Linked DNA regions of Gossypium hirsutum: region 2 is linked to region 1. The links are chromatin contacts, called in public Hi-C maps. All regions are on one chromosome and are shown on one strand. Each heading gives the region's core, a stretch centred on a gene start, on an enhancer-like site or on the middle of the called end of the contact. The rest is flanking DNA. Distances are from core to core; before and after follow the strand shown. Region 1 holds the start of LOC107931534 (dnaJ homolog subfamily C member 28). Region 2 holds the start of LOC107949238 (RING-H2 finger protein ATL52).

The links. Hi-C and Micro-C count contacts between places; a contact is called where the count stands out from the background.
Region 2: a Hi-C map of leaf shows a contact between it and region 1, with 2.8 times the contacts expected there. The contact joins the promoter of LOC107949238 here to the promoter of LOC107931534 in region 1. A contact is called at or near these places in 2 of 34 Hi-C or Micro-C datasets (both in leaf).

What each region holds. Positions count from the first base shown.
Region 1 is chrA04:63,079,072-63,082,765 of Gossypium_hirsutum_v2.1, forward strand. It overlaps LOC107931534 (dnaJ homolog subfamily C member 28), which reads left to right and starts at 1,751. Exons shown (of 4, transcript XM_016863442.2): 1 at 1,751-2,218; 2 at 2,836-3,169; 3 at 3,258-3,347; 4 at 3,539-3,694. The coding sequence starts at 1,929. The coding sequence ends at 3,344.
Region 2 is chrA04:63,440,172-63,443,762 of Gossypium_hirsutum_v2.1, forward strand. LOC107949238 (RING-H2 finger protein ATL52) reads right to left here and starts at 1,376. Exons shown (of 1, transcript XM_016883980.2): 1 at 564-1,376. The coding sequence starts at 1,376. The coding sequence ends at 564.

The DNA.
Region 1 (3,694 bases), core at 501-3,000:
GGAAGAAGAGGAGGTAAATCTTGATTGGGGGCGCTTCAAAGAGTGTTGTGATGTAAGGTTTGGGCCACCTATGAGTAATAACCCCTTTGGGAGAACTTGCTAACTTGAAACAAACTGGGACTGTAGAGGAATATCAACGTCAATTTCGATCATTATTGGCTAGGATCCCAATAAAGCCGTTAGACAATCTCTGCATCAACTTCCTCTTACGGATCCCAATAAAGCCATACAGAGAAAGATTCCAATTTTTAATATTATCAGTAAGATAGTTTAGGGATTCAACCATATTATCTTTGAAGGTCCATTTCTCCTTGACAAAATCTAAGAATTTGGGACGTTCGACCCATCCAGCAAGGAATCTGAAAGGACGCCGTTTAGGTAGATTAATCTCCAGCTCAAAAGCAAGAAGTAAAGGTTTATTGTCTGACTTGATCCTCGAGAGGTGAGTGACAAAGCAATATGGAAATGTTCTCATCCAAGCATCATTACCAATTGCCCTATCAAGTCTTTCATAAAGCCCTCCCCAACGACAAGTGAAAGGATGTCCCTTAAAACCCAAATCCTACAAAAAAAAAGACTTCTCAATAAAATTGTTAAAAAGAGAACAATCTTTTCCAACTCTACACCCTCCTTTCTTATCACAAGAAGAAAGAAGAGCATTAAAGTCATCAATCAAAATAACGAAAGTAAGACTTTCCCAAGGCTTTCTCCTCTTTTACCTATCGGGGCTACCATAGACAAAAGCAATATGAACAGACAAGAAAGAATTAGACCTAATAACATAGATACAAATGAATTGAGGATTACTGCAAATAATCTCAACCGAAATTTGATTCTTCTAACCCACCCAAATACCTCTAAAAAAACCAATAGCCTCGACCTTGTGAGAAAACTTAAAACCTAAGTTAGCAATAATCTCATCAACTTTAAAACCACTTACCCTTGTTTTTAGAAAACTAACAATATCAAGTTTGTACTCTCTATTATATTCACGAAAGATACGAGAAAATTTTAGATTCGCGCATCCGTAACAATTCCGAGAGAAAACTGTTAAATTCAGAGGAAATTGTTAAACCCTAGGTTAGCAATAATCTTATCAACTTTAAAACCACTTACCCTTGTTTTTAGAAAACTAACAATATCAGGTTTGTACTCTCTATTATATTGACGAAAGATACGAGAAAATTTTAGATTCGCGCATCCGTAACAATTCCGAGAGAAAACTGTTAAATTTAGAGGAAATTGTTAAACCTTAGTATTCTTTAGGGTATTTTGTTGCCCATTGTTTCTCCACATGTAGTGGAGTATTGTATTTTTTCATTAAAATATTATTATTTAATTACCCATTGTTCAAATAAAATTTTCATGTCATTTTCTTATAAATAGAAACTATAAGATGACCTAATTGCATAATTAAGTTGAGTGTTGTTATTTTATTAGAAAATAATGACAATTTATTTATAAGAATAAATTATATATTTTTAAAATTTCTAAGTTTTAGATTTTTATAGGAAGAATTAACTTTCTCCCTGAAACTTAATTTTTTTTTAATTTACGTGTATAACTCATTTTGTTTGAGTCTAATCGAAAATGACAAAAAAATTTGTTTAATAAAAATTAAAAAATGACTTAAATTACTCCGCATAAAACCACAAATAATAATTCGGGATAGAGATTATTACTATAAATTCTATAAAACTCGATTTTGTTTGTTAAATATCTTGCTAAACGATTTAAACCGCCTCACAGAATTACTTTTTATATTTTGGGAAATTTCGGTGGACGGAGAAACCACGTATTCGCTGAACATTAGTGGCAGTATATTAAGAAACCACGTGGCATATTTGAAAAGTCCCCAACCATGTCCCAATAATTAGGGAGTGAATTGCTAGAACTCTCCCATCTGACCATCTGGGTTTCAATCATCCATGGCCACCCGGCTAGCGAGAAAGCTGCCATCATCGTTCTCGGCGTTTTCCTCATCTCCGATTACCAAATTGACGTCGGGCATCTCACCTCCGTCGATGAGCCATGGCGGACCCGGACTCAGGTGTGCCTCCTCTTCCTCTTCCTCTTCCTCATCAACAGCAACGACTGGATCAAATTCTTCATCTTCTAAGCGTGAGAAGAAGATAACAGACCGTCTATCAGCCGTCATAGACGCCGTCAACGACCGTAAAGTCCCTCCCGAGCTCCGTGGCCAACGCAACAACGTTAGGTATGTATGTATGTATTCGTCTATTTAGTAGATTTTTTGTTTTTTTTTCCCTAACAATATGAATCTAAAACTCAATTTTCAACTAAAAAAATTGTGAATTTCTCAAAATTCTAATTAAATACCGTCAAGTTTTTTATATTTACCCTCGATTATTTTGAAATCTTCATGATTCTTTCATACTAAATGATAAAAGCGAAATTGAAAGAACCCTTTTTGGGATCAAGGGAAGTATGAAATTTTGCAGTTTGGAGGTATGCTTTGGATTTGTTACAATTTGTTTTCTCCTTTTTCAATTCTTTCAAAGTTATTTTTTTATTGGTCACTAATTCATATTACCTGGCAAGGGGCTACGCAATTAAGCTTTGAAGGTTATCTTCCCTTTAGAGATTGAGTTGTGTGTGCTAGTCGTTACCTGACTTTAGCTTCATTAGTTGAGTGGTGTTGGCTTCCTATGTTTGAGACCTTAAAAACTGTTGAATTTAGTGTATGATATGCTTTTGAAAGAGATGACGTTCTTAGTTTAATTATTCGAATTCAGTGTTAAAATCATAATAGTTTCAAAGATTTTTTGGGTTCTTCAATTAGATGAAGTTGTGTGATGTAATGATTTCAAACAGATCGGAAACCGACATCATCAACGTAGTTGAGCAAAGAATATGGCATTCAATGGAAGAGGGTCAGTTCGAGAATTTAGCAGGGAAAGGTAAACCTCTTAACCTTAACACAAATCCTCATGCAGATCCAGCTGAAGACACCCTTTATAGGATACTCTCGAAGAACGGATGTGCTCCGGAGTGGGTAGAACTTAACAAGGAGATCAGGAACAAAGTATCCGAATGGCGAGTCGCTTTGAAGAAAGCATGGACAAGCAAATGCAATGGAAATGATGAAGAAAAATGGATTGAGCGTTGTGAATCTTTGAAGAAGCAATTACGTGACATTAACGATAAGGTAAAACGCAGTTGTATTCTTCTCTATGTTTGGATTTAGTTATGTGTCTCACGACTCGAGCATATCCAAATGGTGTTTGGAGTTGCAGGTTTTCCGGTATAATTTGATTGTTCCGTTCGGCCGCCAAATGTTCGGATTGAAATTGGAAAAAGAAGTGGCCCGCCTTGAAGAATAACTAGTATGTTTTCTTCAAGTTTTTGTTGATGACCATAAATGTTGGTCGGTTTTTGAGGATCCCAAAATCTCAATTGATAGGCATTATGTAATGTTTAGTTGGTGGGCGTTAATAGGGAAATTGTTTGTTCGGTATTTTTACCTAAGCTATCCATGTGTAGTATTAATTTTAGCTAATTAAGTTATTTTAATTAGGAACAAGGAAAGGTCTTCATGTGAGTCGGAGGATTCATGGAAATCACCTTTTAGACCCAGCTTTTAGCCCGGCGATTTCTCTAGGCGTCTTCGAATTTTTTATTTTTAGTTTAGAACAAGTGTTTAGAACATTCATCAAAGCATTTATTTGTTTTC
Region 2 (3,591 bases), core at 126-2,625, 360 kb after region 1:
ATTGCTTCAAGCAAGTCTTAGCGTCAGCCTAATTGTTAGTTAAGATGTTAAATTTCTTCACATATATGATTTAAAACATAATCAAAATATGTGAATCAAATTTTAAATGCATTTATACTTACAATGAGCAACTTGAATATGATGCGTTTAAAAAAATAATCCTAAATTTTAAAGACATGGTTTCTTTTTTTTAACTTTTTGTCTAAGCTGTCAATGTGGTGAACATATATGTATAAAGTAGATCTAACATATTTTAAGTATGTTACATTAAATCCAAAATTAATGCAGGCTAGCGTTGTGTTAGTGAAAGAAGTTGATGGATATGATCTTAATTAGAGTGTTTCAAATTGTAGAAACTAGTTTAGAATTTTGGCCAGAATGCATGTGGCAACATATTAGAATTTTTTATTATTATTTCCGAACATATGGCTTGGAAAGTTAACAAACAGAGTATAAACATGATTTAGGATTATAAACCTGGATGAAGTAAAATTTCAAATTAATCTAGTATATGATGGAAGCAACCGAAAGCATCAACAAAATTTTTGTTTCCAAACATCATGTTAGTAAGGAAGAATTCCATAACTGGTTCTACTCCTACCTACTCGCAATTGTGAGAAAGATCTCAACAATGAAGACATTCGATCCAACTGTCTCATAGATGGGGCCTTACAAGAATTGCTCTTCCACAAAATCATCTTTGATGTTGAAGAAGAAGCATCTCCACTGTCATCTATTAAGTTAATGTATATGTGGAACTGATCCATTGACAAGGATCCCTTCAACCCTGTAATCACATGTGTTTTACTTACTCTAGGGAACACCAGGGGCACACAATGTCTTAACAAAGTATTTAACTGAACCCCGGACGTTGATGCGGCCTGATCGCCACCTTGTCCGATGTTTCGAGCCAAATCCGGAACCCTTTCTCCTCCAATATGGTTGGCCGAAGGCGATTCTAAACTAGAATACTCTACAAATGTTCGACAAATAGGACAGGTAGAACGTGCCAAAAACCAATTGTCAATGCATGGGACATGAAACAAATGCCTGCAGTTTGGCAACAAGCGTATAGTCTCCCCTTCCTTTAGTTCTCCCAAGCAAACAGCGCATTCAATTTGATGAGTGCCCAATTCTTCATCTTTATCCCTGGAGAAAGGCAGGATTGGAATTGTTCCCAGGATTTTTTGTTGAAGCCCAGTTGGTATGGAGGGATTTGTAGCATCATCCGGTTTATCTCCCGATCTCAGGCAGTATTTGACAAGTAAAAAATGGTATACAATTAGTGCTAGACAAGTGGCAACTATGCCGGCCAAGGAAATCAACAAAGGAGTCAGAAAGGACCCTGAATCTTGAGCACCATTTGCAGGATCCATAATTTACCATCTACAGGTCTTCTTTCAACTTTACAACTTGTGGTGGTAACTTTAAAAAGATGGGTTTACGAGAGTTTGCAGTTGGTGCAGCTGAAGAAAATGGACAAATTGTAGTGTTTTTTAAAACAGCTGAAACACTTTGGTCTTCTCTCAAGAGAGGCTGAAGACTTGAGAGATTACAAGTGGCATTCTTTGATAGTGGCCCACGTGTATGGTATGTAATTGGCCAAGTGTCACTTGTCTGGTAGAGTATGATTACGTTTGAGGATATGATGATATCACAATTCACATATTATTTTATTCTACCACCCTATTTAAGATATAATAATTAAGATAATATGGCCTACGTTAGATAATGACACCAGAAAACTGAGTAATAAATATTTTCCTAAACATTTTAACATTTGAATTCATGAATAATTTATTTAGTTTTTAAATATCAAATAAATAACATATCACAAAATAATTTTTTGCTTCGTAAAAATAAAATAACATTTTGGAAATTCAAATTTAAAATATATGAAAAAAAGTATTCTCAATTTTCTCAAATAAATTTAACATATTTAATGGATCAAGATAGAAAGTTGAATATATTTTCTTTTTAGTTTAAGTAGTAATAAAAGTATAGACAACAAATTTTAAACGATTGATGCAGAGTAAATTATCTTTTAAGAATACATGATAAAAATAATTATTCTAAGATAACATATCTAATGTCATGTAAATTTTGATATGACACATTGTAGGATTTTGGGTTCGAATATCAAAAAAAATATTGAATGACTCAAATTAGAAATTTTGTAAAAGAAATTTGATATTGGAGTTGAGAATATATAAAAAGAATTTAAAAAATAAAAATGTGATAAAAAGAACTAAATAAGGTAAATTTTGAAAAGTATGAGGACCATTGTGCAACATTACCCAAAAGTGGAAAAATATGAATTATTATGGATGAGTTATCATGAATAAATTGGACTATGATTCGGTGGAATGAAAATCACTTTTGAGACTAATTTAAAAATTTTAAATATTATAGGGATTGAATTGTAATTTTTCTATTTTATCGAAAAAAGAGCTAAAGTACAATTTTTATTACTCATAGAATTATTATAAATATTTTTGATGAATTATGAACTTGATTTGTTCTAACTATCAAATTTTAAGAAGAAATCTAAATTTGACAAAAAGAGATAAAAAAATAATTTTGCCACAAAGGATAGTTTGATCAATTCTTAAAACTTAATTATGACAATAATATTTCAATATTATATTTGATATCCAAAATTATTTTGAATCATTAGAACCTTTTATTGATGAATCCGGCCATAATTTCACAAAGTTAGGTTTGTAAAAATTGGGTCAAGGCCTTGGGCCCTTTCGGGGTTCTTTTTAAATTGGAAAATACCCCTATCAACAGAGTTCTCTTCTTTCTCAACCAACAGAAGCAACCATGGCTGCCCTCATCTTCTTCCTCTCCATTTTCTTCCCATTTTTTTTATTTTCTTTTAAAATCTTTACCTCCCATCTTGAGATAAAATTAAAATATTCATGAAATCAATTTCCTAAGCTCATTTTCTTCATCATGTCCAGCCATGGCAACCTATAATTTCTTGGTTTTTAGTGAGATAATTCATGGCTAGAGAGAGAAAGTTCTAATAAGGTAAAAAAAAATGGTTTCCTACACCCATATTGGTTTGATTTTTGCTATGGTTTGTCATGAGAAAGCTTAGAATGAATTTATATTAGTCATTGGTTATATTTTTTATTTATGAAAAATGAGTAGACAATGATTAGTGGATATTCAAGCTCTATTTATGGTAGAATAAAGCTTATGAAGACTTGATTTAGAGTTGTAGAGCATCCAACGAGATAAATATATGAATACTCATACTCATCCTAAGTTAGTAAGCTTAGGAATCATGAAACTAATGTTATAATTAAGTGTTTAATAGTTCTAATCTTAGTTTGAAATTTCATGAAATTAGGATTTGTAATTATGTAGTCATAAAGTGTTATGTTAATTAAAAGTATGATATAAGAATTTTGGGGTGCCATAGAAGTATAGGTGGACGTGTATAAACCATTTCATTATTATGTAAAGATTAGATGAGACCACTATGGTTAAAAACATGTCAATGTACTAAGTCCTGCTTAAAGTCAACAAGTGTCGATACAAGCTTAAAATATTAGAGCAATCGTAAGATTTTTGTAAATC